3 separate regions of the Mus musculus genome follow, and regions 1 and 3 are each linked to region 2. Evidence: chromatin contacts called from public Micro-C and promoter capture Hi-C data. All regions are on one chromosome and are shown on one strand. Each heading gives the region's core, a stretch centred on a gene start, on an enhancer-like site or on the middle of the called end of the contact. The rest is flanking DNA. Distances are from core to core; before and after follow the strand shown. Region 1 holds the start of Cfap70 (cilia and flagella associated protein 70). Region 2 holds the start of Camk2g (calcium/calmodulin-dependent protein kinase II gamma). Region 3 holds the start of Ap3m1 (adaptor-related protein complex 3, mu 1 subunit).

Region 1 (3,712 bases), core at 489-2,988, 340 kb before region 2:
GAGTGAGGTCCAGGACAATCAGGGCTATACAGAGAAACCCTGTCTTGAGAAGAAAAAAAAAAAGAAGAAGAAATACAAAAAAGAACCATATATATTATATATACAGTAAAGTGTAAAGAATAATGAACTTAGATTCAGAAAGACAAATCTGTGTATTTTCTCTCATATGAAGTATTTATATTTAAATATGTAATATATACATGACAAGAGATAGAAGTGGGTGTGTAGAAGGAGGGTACAAAGGGAGGAGGGATAAAGAAGGATAATGCAAGGGAAAAGAGACAAATACCACATCTTCCCTCCCCTAGGCAGCACCTAGGTTTAAACACACATTACAGGAAAGCAGATGTGGGACTGTTTGGGGTTGAGGGAGGGAAGGGAAGGGAAGAGAAAAGTCAGGCAAATGGGAGAAAGAATCTAAATTAAGTACAAGGACTGAGATATGTAGATCTGTCGTAGATTTGTTTTGTGTGTTTACTGAAAATAAATTTGAAATCTGAAGTAGAACATATCTCTGAGGACCTGTGCATCTGTGCATACTGTGTGCATCCATGTGGGACAGGTAATGCCTTCAGACTTCACAGTCACCATGCCATTTCCCAGTGACTCCCTCAGTCTTGCCCTTGCCTAAAAGCCTGACTTGTCACCCAAATGCTTCCAGGCCCTTTCAGGGCCTCAGTGGCACTGGCAATGTTCTTATCAAGTATGTATTAGGGATCTGTACCATATGAGCTAGCTCATCTGGGTTCCTTGTGCCAAACAAATACACCTTTGAGTCTAAGTGTTTTATTCTAATCCATTCCATTTCTGTCAAAATCATTTAAAACTGCATTAAGTTAGGGACAGGGACAGATGCTGAGGAGATATAAGCCCCCAAGTCTAGTGAGGAAGAGAGATATGTTGATAGACCAAGAGGTGTAAGCTTTGTGGCAGCCAGTCTGACAGATGACTGGGGAGTGGGGAGGGAACTAGCTTTCAATTATGCCTTGGCACACTCTAAAGCCTTCACATATGCCACACAGATAGAAAGAAGAGAGTGAGTTTCAGGCAAGTCTAGTCTGTGGTCTGGCTTAGGGTGCCTCCCTCCCTGCCCCAGCGTATGCATATAATCACTTTGGAACCCTCACATTCACTGTCTTATTCTCTTCTGATCATCTTTCTTAAAGCAGCTACCAAGGCTATTCATTCACTTTGAACATTTCATAGTCGATGAAGATTGTCTCCAACTCAGAAACAGTCGCCGTGGCTGTGAATTCAGCTCGTTCTCTGTCCGGGACATTGGTTTTGTTTACGAGGATGGCGCTGTGGTGGTTTACCTTGCAGTGCTAAGCAGATAAGAGCCTCACGCACGCGGTGCAGACACTTCACAGAACCAGATCCACAGTCCCAGCCGTGGAGACTGGCGACTTTCCTACTGAGTAACTGTGACCTTGCATGAATGCCCAACTATTGTTCTTGCCCTCAACAAGGCGTCCATTTCTAGTCACAGGCTCAGAGGCAGGACAGCTACCAATCGACTTGGGGATAGCATAGAGTAAGGAGATGGGACTGGATCCAGCTCTGGATGAAGCCGGATCTTGGGCACAGCTGGGCTGAGCGAGAACTTCAACCTGGTCTTAGCTGTAGGGAAAGAGCTCAGAATCCTAGAAAAAAAGATCTGGGGAGTGGGAGCAACAGCTTCACCTATAGCCCCTAAAAGGGAGTTACTGGCTTACCTGAGGCAGACGCTGGTTTTCTGTAACTATAGCAACCAGCTAGCTCTCGCGAGAACTTGTTTTTTCCCCACCTCAAAGAAGGAGGTTGCAAATTTGGCTTGTGCTCTGAAAACCACGCCCCTTGGGTGTTTCTCCTTTGCAAGTTTGGGTTAAAATGTAGCTTTCCACCTTTCAAATCTTTTTCCTTTACGATTAATTTCATTATCCACAAAAAATAGAATGATAAAATTAAAAGGAACTTTAAGGAAAGAAACCTTAGATGTCTCCAAAAAAAAAAAAAGTCTTTACTAAACAACTCCCATTTTAGCAGGGTGCCCTGGCCCTTGTCTCTAGTTCTAGCTACTTGGGAGTCCGAGGCAAAAAAGGATTGCTTAAGGATTGCTTGAGTGGGTGTTTGAGGCTATACTGGGCAATATAAAAATCGTCTGCCCTTGAAAAGTAAACTAGTAATTTAGATCTTTTCTCAAAATACCTGTACCTTAAATGCTGACTCTTGGATCTGTAGACGGTTCAGCAGTTAGGAGACCTTACACTCTTCCAGCGGGCCCAATCTCAACTCCCAGTACACAAGGGGCAACTCCAGCCCCAAGTGGTCCAGTGCCGCCTTCTGGTGTGAGTGTCAGTGCTTGCAAAGGGAAGAAACAAAAATAAATCTTAAAAAAAAAAAAAGTTGATTCTCAACTTGGTATGCATAGCAAGTTCCAGGCCAGATAGGGCCACATAGCCAAGTTCTTCCTGTGTTTGCAAAGCACACTCTACACCGCTAAGTTTGGCCCCCAGCAATGGCCATATCTAATAATATAATCAGAAGTATATGTACAAGGTCTAAGCAATTGCTATCAAAATCGTAACTGACAGGCTGGTGTGACAGGCCACAAGAGTGTGACGTGCTCTGGCAGAGGCCCAAGCCTGGTTCACAGCACCCACGCTGGGTGGCTCAGAAGTGACTCTAGTTCTAGGGGACCCCCAGGTCACCTGATGCCTCTAGTCTTCACGGCCACCTGCATCCATGTGCATATACCACACAAAGACACATATTCACACACATAATTCAAAACATAAGTCTTTAAAATAAACACTACTGACTTTGTCAGAAATTAAGAGGATTCACACTTCCCTATTTCATAATGTCCTATAGAAGGATTGGCCTATAAAGTATTAAGGAACAAGGACAGATAATACAGGCCAAAGGAAACGAATCAAGAGTGACAAGTACACACCTAACAATCCTGACCAACAGATTTGAACAAGATGGCCAAGACAACCCAAGGAGGTAAAGAGCACGCAGGTCGACCAAGTCCAGCTCGGTGAACCAATTCACTTATTCAGTCTTACTTGCAGGGACGCAGACAACTCAGGCGCTCGCTATGGAGCAGTGGGGATCTGAGATCAAGGCACAAGAGGGCATGTGAAGCTGAGCGCGTGTCCGCCATCCCTGCAAATTACATCAGGATGGGAAGTAGGGACTGGGGACTCTTGAAGATCAAGTCAGAGAGGTGGCATGCAGAGCAGTTGAGAAGGGACCATCTCAAAACAAGGTTGTGCTCTGACCTCTACACACTGTGGTATATATGGCACTTCATGAATGCATATGTAACAACGCTCACGTGAATGTATGTGTACGCACACACAAAACTGTGGTATGTAAATACATAACAAAATATTCAGTCTTTGAAGAAGGAAATCCTACCCACTTCCCTCCATTTACCACAATGCAGGTGAGCCAGGTGTGGTGATGCACACCTTCAGTCCCAGCACTGTGGAGGCGATAGCAGACAGAGCTGGAGGCTAGCTTGGTCTATACAACAAGTTTCAGGCCAGTCAGGGCTCCAATGTAATACCCTGTCTCAAAACAGACAAGCACAAGAACAAAGGAACAATACTAAAATGCAGATGAACCACGAACTTGAGGAACTAAATACGCTAGGCATTTATAGTGCGAGTATATAGACTCGTATTAACAAAATAGGACTCGTATTAACAGAGCAATGATGGTT
Region 2 (3,748 bases), core at 537-3,036:
GACCACTCCAGCTACACTCATCTCTTACTTTTTTTTCCCCCTCCCTGAGCACTTCCAATTCCCTCACACCTCCTTGTCTGGCTTCTAAGTCCACCCACCTTGAAATTCCAACTCATCTCCAAGTGCTAAAACACATACTCCCCCACCTCCCAGGGAACCTGCAGAAATCTAATTTCTGGAGGGATCCTCAAAGAGAGCCCTGGCAGGGCACGCTCACCTCGGGCGGACAACTTCTTGGTATTGATGATTTTTGCAGCATATTCCTGCGTAGATGTTTTCTTTACACACCTCCGGACCACTGAGAAGGCACCCCTGGAGAGAGAAGGGGGAAAGAACTGGGACACAGCGCCAAGCAAAGTGACACACACATACTTCAGATGAGGACAGCCATGCTCCAACCACCAGACTTGTAGGGACAATCAACAGCTAACTTAAGAATGGTAAGCCCACCCGATGGCCCTAAACAGATGTGGGTGGAGCACCACCTGGCTCCCATCTAGTTCCAACAGCCTCAAACCTCAGACTGGTGGGCGATGCTTCAAATACACACCTGCTGCATCTCACTGATTGCCTTGTGGTCCCAGCAAAGGCAACCAGGAGAGAGAAGAACAGGGAGACCTTGTTCCTCCTCTCAGCAGAAATAATTGAAAGTAGGGAAAAGGAGGGATTAAACAGAAGGTATGGTTTCCTGAGAAATTTCCCTTAAGCCTGGGAGAAAGTGACGCTCAAGATCCGCTCAACTGGCTTAAACCCACAGCATCCCCGCTCAACTGACAGCAGGGAAACAGAGGAAAGACAGCTCTGATTGTGACAGCAGTAACTCCCCTTCCCCGTGCTATTTTCCTGTACGTGACCCGCCAAATGGGCTGCGATCTCGGGCTCTGGAAATATCTAGGGGGGCGGGCAGAGCGGGGGCTGCAGTGGCCAGGCTCTGCACCGCGGGTGGGGGTGGCGGGGACCCGGGCTGCGGCGGCGGCCAGCTCAGTGCGGAGGGGAGGGGGATGCTGCGGCTGCGGCGCACGGCTCCTGGGACCACTGCAGGGATGGGGGGAGGGGCCGGGGGTGCCGCAGCACTGCCCAGCAGCAAGGCTGGGATCCTGGAAGCCGCACTAGCGGGGGGGCGGGGCCCGGCACTAAACATCTCCCCACACCCCGGCACCGCAGCGGGGCTGGAACTGCAGAGCCGGGGAGGGTCCTGAGTGCCGGGCGCGTGGGAACTGGGGGGCCGGTGCTGAGTGGGCTCCGGAGCTGGGTGGGGAGGGGGCGGTGGACAGGCGGGGTCGAGGGAGGGGAGCGTCTGAAGGGTGCGGGAGGGGCGGGGCTGGAAGGCGCCCCGGAGCAGTCCCGGGGCTGCAGTTCCCGCGGCGGCGCCGGGTGCAGCAGCCTGGCAGCTGCTGCAGGGCGCGGAGGGGGCTGCGGGACCGGGAACCCGGGGCTAAGGGGCCCCCGAGGCAGCACGCGGGAAAAGCTGGGGGTGGGGCGGGTCGAGGGGGCGCTGCAGCGGCCGGTGCAGGGCCGGGGGGCGGGGCGAGAAGCCGCAGAGCGCCGGGACGCCTGGACCAGGGTGGGGGGCCGCCGCGCGTGGCGGGTGGGCCGTACTTGCCGAGCTCCTCGAAAAGCTGGTAGTCGTCGGTGAAGCGGGTGCAGGTGGCGGTGGTGGCCATACTGGCGGGCGGACGCGGCGGTGCAGCCCGCGCCGACGTCGGTGCACAGTCACCGCCGCCCGGCCGAGGGAGCAAGAGGAGGAGACGGGGCTGAGCCCGGCAGCACCGCGAGACTTTACCGGAGAGAGCGAGGGAGGGAGGGACACCCCCGCGCCCGCCCGCCGGCCCCGCCCCCAAGCCCCGCTGGCCCCCGCCCCGCCCCCGGGGAGGGGCCTCCCACCGTCGGCCCCGCCCCGCCCCAGGAGCCGCCCGAACTGGGCCCCCTGCACCCGAGGGCCAAGGACGCGGGGTCCCCACTCCCGGCCACCCACTGGGACCGACCGAACTGGAAGACACCTCCTGCGGGCTCCTCCAGGGCGGACCCTGCAAGAGCTCAGGAACCAATGTGTGAAAGTGGTTCTTGAGTGGTGTTGGGTCTGGACCACCGAGGTCTGGGGAGAGGCCCCACACGTGGGTCCCATGACTGCAGCCTGAACCAAGCCGGAAAATGCCAAGGTCAAAGAGCGTATGTGAGACTGTACACTCGAGAGATGCCCCCAGACTGCAGAGCCAGCTGCCCGCAGCCTTCCCCCAGGGTGCCGACACTCTAGATTAGTGCAAGAATCAAGGGCATCATTAAGAAAAAACAAAACCAGAAAACCTTCAGCCGCGGTTTTATCAGCGAAACCAGGCCATGGGGCAAGATGTTTGCTTGCTTTTCTTTCTTTCTTTCTTCCTTCCTTCCTTTCTTTCTTTCTTTCTTTCTTTCTTTCTTTCTTTCTTTCTTTCCATTTATTTGTTTCGTGTGTGTATGCCTGTGGCCCTATGGTTGCCACAGCGCACGTGTGGAGGTCACACAACTTGGGGAGTTGGTTCTCTTTTCACTACATTGGGGGATGGAACTTGGGTAGTCAGGCTTAGCTCACGCATCTTTTTACTCACTGAGCTGTCCTGCGGGCCCGTGTGATGCTTTCCTGCATTCCAGTCTTAGAAATAAATGTTCTCTCCTAGGTCAGTAATAAAAGATAAAAGTAAGAATGTCTTGAAAAGGCTTTGTGCACTAGTGGCTAAAAGCAAAAGATGAAAACATGCTCGTTTTCTTGTGGGCATCCAGTACTTTTATTTATGACACTTTATCACATTTTGTAATGATGTATTTGCAAGTATGAGTGCTAGCACACAGTATTGAGAACTCTTGGATCATACTACCTAGCTCTCGGATGTCTGGAAAATCATTGACCTCAGGCATTCTGCAGTTCATGAAATCTGTCTGGGCCTTATTTGAGAACTGGAAATAATAGTGCAGTATACTTCATAGGGCTGTGAGCATTTACTGGGTTAAATCATGTATAATATTAGAGTAACCCTCAGTACCTTATTCAAACAGTGTTTGCAGCTATTGTGTAGTATTTTTCTTCCCACTAAACTGTGCACTCCAAAGGAACCCCTGGGTACTTCGCTCCAGGCTCAGTGTTCATAGAACGGCTCTGTCTCCAATATTACAACTTTATGGGACAGAGTCAAGTAAAAGCCACTCTGGAGGAGCAATGTGCAGGGCAATTTCCCGATGCCCCCCCCCCCCCCCCCCGCGCAGCTGTACCCCAAGTCAGAGGCCATTCCCCACTGGGCAGAAGGGAGCTCAGCCAACTGCTGCCTCTCAGTCTTGATTACAGCAGGGTGCCCACTGGGAATCCAGCCTCCTCTGTCAGCAGGCCAGTGCTGCCAGGGGAGGCAACTGAGAGGTACTCTGGCCTCCCAAGCTTCAGTGGGGTGGGAAGAGCACAAAGGGAGGACTTACCCCACAGCCCAGGGAGCAAAGTGTGTGTGGGGGGGTGGGGGTTGGAGATTAGGGGGAAGTGGGGGAAGAAAGCCCTGACTGATTACCTGAGAGGAGAGAACCAAGGAAAGAGCTGAGGTGACAGGGGCACTGTGTACTCCACCCTTCCACATGGCAACAGGAAGTTAAGTGGAGGGGACAAGGCCACTTCCTACCTCAAAGCAGCAGGTCCCAAGTCTCAGCCCGGTTGGGTAAGGAGGTTGTAAAATCAGGGATGCCAGTAAGTCTTCATTTTCTCTCATCCATCCTTGCTGCAGAAGCGGCTGCT
Region 3 (3,950 bases), core at 1,288-3,787, 260 kb after region 2:
GAACCCCTAACTCAACAAACAAAGCACTCAGATTCAATCTTAGCACCTATGTCAGGCAGATCATAACTCCAGCTCCAGGGGATCTATTGCCTTTTGTTTCTATGGGCATGGCACTCATGTGCACATACCCACATACAAACACATACAATAATGCAAATAATAAAAATAAACCCCAAATAATAAACAAGTAATAAAAATAAATATCAAAAAATGTTTTACAATTTTCCTTTTTAAAATTTTCCTTTTTATTCTCAAGATAGGGTTTCTCTGTGTAACCTCGGCTGTCCTGGAATTCACTCTGTAGACCAGGCTGGCCTCTAACACAAGAGTCTGCTTGCCTCTACCACCCAAGTGCTGGGATTAAAGGCATATGCCATGACTGCTGGCCACCAATGATCTAACATTTCCAGTCTTTTACCCTCAGCAAATCATACTGTTCCCTACAGACTGTTTGATAAGACTTTTTTTTTCAATAATTTAGATGTGTATTATGTGTATTTGAGTGTGGGTTTGTGCATGTAAATGCAGGTCCATGAGGACCAGGAGCGGACAGTGGATCCCTTAAAGCTGGAGATACAGGGGGTGGGATTAAAACCATCTACTGCTTCGGCCGAGGACCAGAGTTCAGTTCCTAGCACCCATCTCAGGCAGCTCACAACCCAAGTTTTTTAAACTTTAATTTTGTATGTATTTCTGTTTGTATATGTCATGTGAGTGCAGGTACTTGCAGAGGCCAGAAAAGTACATCAGATTCCCTGGAGTTATTGGTTGTTAAGACCTGAACTTGGGTTCTCTGCAGCATCTCCCACACAAATTAGAAAAAAAAAAAAAACCCCAAAACACATGCCTACTTAAAATATATCTATGTCTTATGCATTAAAAGGGGGTTAACTTTTCTGATTCGCAAGTAGTTTTGTTTTTTTTCTTTAAGTTTTTATTGTATTTGTATGGGTGCTCTGTCTGCATATGTATCTGTACACTGAGTGTGCAGTGCCCAAGAAGGCCAGTAGGGGGAGTAGGATCCCCGTGGGACTGGAGTTACAGACAGTTGTCAGCCACTGTGTGAGGGCCAGGAATTGAACCTGGTTCATCAAAAGTGCATCTAGTGCTCTTAACTGACAAGCCATCTCTCCAGCTCCAAGACTTTTTTTTTTAAATCTATACCGAGAATATATGATTGTCATATTTGATGTGATGGGTGATGTTGGTTAAAGTAATTTTAGTGATAACTCAGTAGGATGTTGGCAACGGCATAGCAGTGTGGTTCTTAGCTAAAAGCAGCAAGTAGGTAAAACAAAGATAAGGAGACTGAGATGGCTCATCAAAAAAGGTGTCTGCTAGCAAGCCTAAGGACCTGAGTTTGAGCACTAAGACCCTCATGGTGGAAGGAGAGAATTGTGGCCCAGAAGTTGGTCTCTGAATTCTACATGTATATTGTGGCATGCAACACACATACAACAAACAAATAAATGTAAAAAAAAAATGTTTAAAAACCAGGAAGACACTGAGAAACAGACGATAATAGCAGTGGGACTCTCTCAAAAGGGGGGCACGTTTTCTTCTTTCAATACAGAGGAAGGATTTATATATTTGCCTGCAGAAAATTCCTTTTCTTCTGTGTAATGTGTTTTCAAGTCAAAATCCCAAATGCCACCAAAAAAAAAAAAAAAAAATTCTTTCCCCGCGAGAACGCCGGATTTTTACAGTGACTCAACTTCTCAACTAGGAAGTTAAAGCTTCAATATCAAACAAATCCACTGCATCCAATCAGCCCACCCCTCATTATGTTTCCATTCTCCAGGCCACCTTCTTAGTTTACAGCCCTGTCACCTGTCTCCTGAGAAGCTGCAACACCCTACTCACTGTTTCCCCATCCCAGGCCAGCTCACGCAGGCGCCACCCTATAAAGAGAGCGTTCTTAGCTTCTTCAGGGGACTTGCCCTCCAAGGCCAAACCTGGGGTCCTACAAATTCAAGTCGTCGGTACTGCACCTCACTATAGATGACATTTCCCGTGCCTGGGGTCCAGGGTCCGAGAACCCTACGTGGCAGGTGCACCGCTCCCTTCCGGCCCAGCTGGCTAGAAAGCCCGGACGTGCCGGGCAGGCGCGGCCCCGGTGCACAGCAGCGGGGACGCTCCTGGAGCCCAGGCTAGAGTCCCGAGCCGGAGCTATGCGGTCTACTCCCCGGCTTTGGAGAGGTCTCCAGCCCGGAGACTCCCCGCCCTCACACTCACCCCGACACCTGGGCGACTCAGTGATTCGGTGCCGGGTCCTCTCTGCACCGCAGCTGAAGCAGCAGAGAATGCCGCGAGGACCCCGCGCTCGGAGTGCCCAGCAGATTGCCTGACTAGCAGCCGCAGAGGCACCAAGGAGGTCGGCTGGACTAGATAGACACAACGAGCGGAACGGCGTTCAGTGAGAGGCTCGGTGTCTACAGAGGTTGAAGATCTGACTCTTCCACATTACTCAGGGGCTGAAGGAACGGGGAGGTTGGCACTCCCTGAGCGCAGGCGCTCACCCGCAGCCTAACTCCGTTTGGGGTCCCTTACCGTAGTAATCGAGGTCCTGTAGGGAAGCGCGTAGAGCCAATGGTTATGGACTAGAGTCACGGATTGGGCGGAGCTTGGAGAGGCGGGGCTTAGTGGAAAGGGGGCGGTGACGAGCTGAGGGGCGGGGCCACCGGACTGAGGGGCGGGACGCGCGGCAGAGCCAAACTACGGTGAGAGTGTGAAGATGGCAGCTGCGGACGAGCCCAAGCCCAAAAAGCTCAAGGTGGAAGCGCCACAAGCGCTGAGGTGAGAGCTGCCCTACGTGGGGGAGGAGGGAGATGGCACTCGCAGTGAGCCAAGGCCCACGTGGGCTGGCGCAGCTGGTTGGTGGCTGCGTTCGTGGGGCCAACGCGCTGGACCTGCAGCTCGGGGAGTTGCCCGCGTAGCTGCTGTTCCCCTCAGTGCCCTCTTGTTCTGGACTCTGCTCAGGTGCATTCTCGGCCCTGGCAGCCACTGACCAATCAGAGCTGCTGGCCCGGGGGCCGAGCCTTCCTCTGGCGCCACGTGCTTGTCTTCGCGGGCCGCGCTAGCGCGACCCCAAAGGACCTATCTGGAGCTGCATCCTTTCCTAGGGTATTTAGCGGGAAGGCGCCCGGCGCCTCCTGGACCCTGGTAAAAGATAACATTCTTGGAATTCTTCAGAAGGCGTTGCAGAAGAGCGTTTTGAGTTTTCCGTCAGCTTTCTGAAATCATCTTTGGAGACCCCCTTCATGGGACCCCCAAGCAACCTCAGGCTTAGGTTAGGAAAGTTTTTGTTTGTTTTTCTTTTTTTCCCCTTTGCATATTTGGCAGGAGCGGAGAGCTCTCTCTCCCAACACCTGACGCACAATTGATGTTGCAACTTTCATTTACAAAAAGCCGTTCGTTTTTTTAAAAAAAATTTCTTCCTAATAAGTATAAAGTCCAGCGCGCTCAGTGTCTGATGACTTTGAAGTGCTCATTGGAAGGCAGTGATTTTGCTACCTAAAAATAGACGCATCAAACTGATTTAAAACCGTGGGCCTGTTACTGATTATACAAGGCAAATTCCATTTATTTCAACATATTTTTTCCATGTTCAAAAGGAGAATTGATTCACAACTGAAAAGGAAAGTTGGGGGGTCCCAAATCATGTTCTTGGTGGAATGGGTCTGAGCAGGTCCCTTTTAGTGGGTTTATTTAGTGCCTATTATTCTTAGAAGGTTATTGTGCATGTCTAATACCACAAACGTAAAACATTAAAAAAAAAACAACCAAAAAACTGAGGATGTTTTATTTTAAATTTTAGATTATCTGGGTCAGTGAGATGGCTCAGCAGATAAGGGCATTTGCTGCCAAGTCGGATGACCTGAGTTCAGTCAGACTCCAGGACACACGTGGTGGACGGAGTGAACCTATTCTGTTCTTCTGTTGTCCTCTGG

The links. Promoter capture Hi-C pulls out the DNA fragments that hold promoters and counts their contacts. Hi-C and Micro-C count contacts between places; a contact is called where the count stands out from the background.
Region 1: a contact with region 2 is called in a promoter capture Hi-C map of liver. The contact joins the promoter of Cfap70 here to the promoter of Camk2g in region 2. A contact is called at or near these places in 3 of 39 promoter capture datasets (liver and stem cell-derived epiblast-like cells), 1 of 484 Hi-C or Micro-C datasets (embryonic stem cells), 1 of 115 datasets of contacts at active chromatin or transcription factors (memory CD8 T cells) and 1 of 9 other capture datasets (adipose tissue).
Region 3: a contact with region 2 is called in a Micro-C map of embryonic stem cells, with 6 times the contacts expected there. The contact joins the promoter of Ap3m1 here to the promoter of Camk2g in region 2. A contact is called at or near these places in 22 of 39 promoter capture datasets (the 3T3-L1 cell line, 3T3-L1-derived adipocytes, the C10 cell line and 13 more), 5 of 15 datasets of contacts at CTCF or cohesin (the G1E-ER4 cell line, the NIH/3T3 cell line, embryonic stem cells and 2 more), 5 of 484 Hi-C or Micro-C datasets (Th1 cells, embryonic stem cells and muscle stem cells), 12 of 115 datasets of contacts at active chromatin or transcription factors (the 230-238 cell line, DN3 thymocytes, the SCID.adh cell line and 8 more) and 4 of 9 other capture datasets (adipose tissue, liver, macrophages and 1 more).

Annotation. Positions count from the first base shown.
Region 1 is chr14:20,450,487-20,454,198 of GRCm38.p6, forward strand. Cfap70 (cilia and flagella associated protein 70) reads right to left here and starts at 1,739. Exons shown (of 29, transcript NM_029698.1): 1 at 1,716-1,739.
Region 2 is chr14:20,792,302-20,796,049 of GRCm38.p6, forward strand. It overlaps Camk2g (calcium/calmodulin-dependent protein kinase II gamma), which reads right to left and starts at 1,787. Exons shown (of 21, transcript NM_001360186.1): 1 at 1,600-1,787; 2 at 218-312. The coding sequence starts at 1,664. Gm30108 (predicted gene, 30108) reads left to right here and starts at 1,938. Exons shown (of 2, transcript NR_153779.1): 1 at 1,938-2,159.
Region 3 is chr14:21,049,905-21,053,854 of GRCm38.p6, forward strand. Ap3m1 (adaptor-related protein complex 3, mu 1 subunit) reads right to left here and starts at 2,538. Exons shown (of 9, transcript NM_018829.4): 1 at 2,236-2,538. It overlaps Adk (adenosine kinase), which reads left to right and starts at 2,670. Exons shown (of 11, transcript NM_134079.4): 1 at 2,670-2,796. The coding sequence starts at 2,735.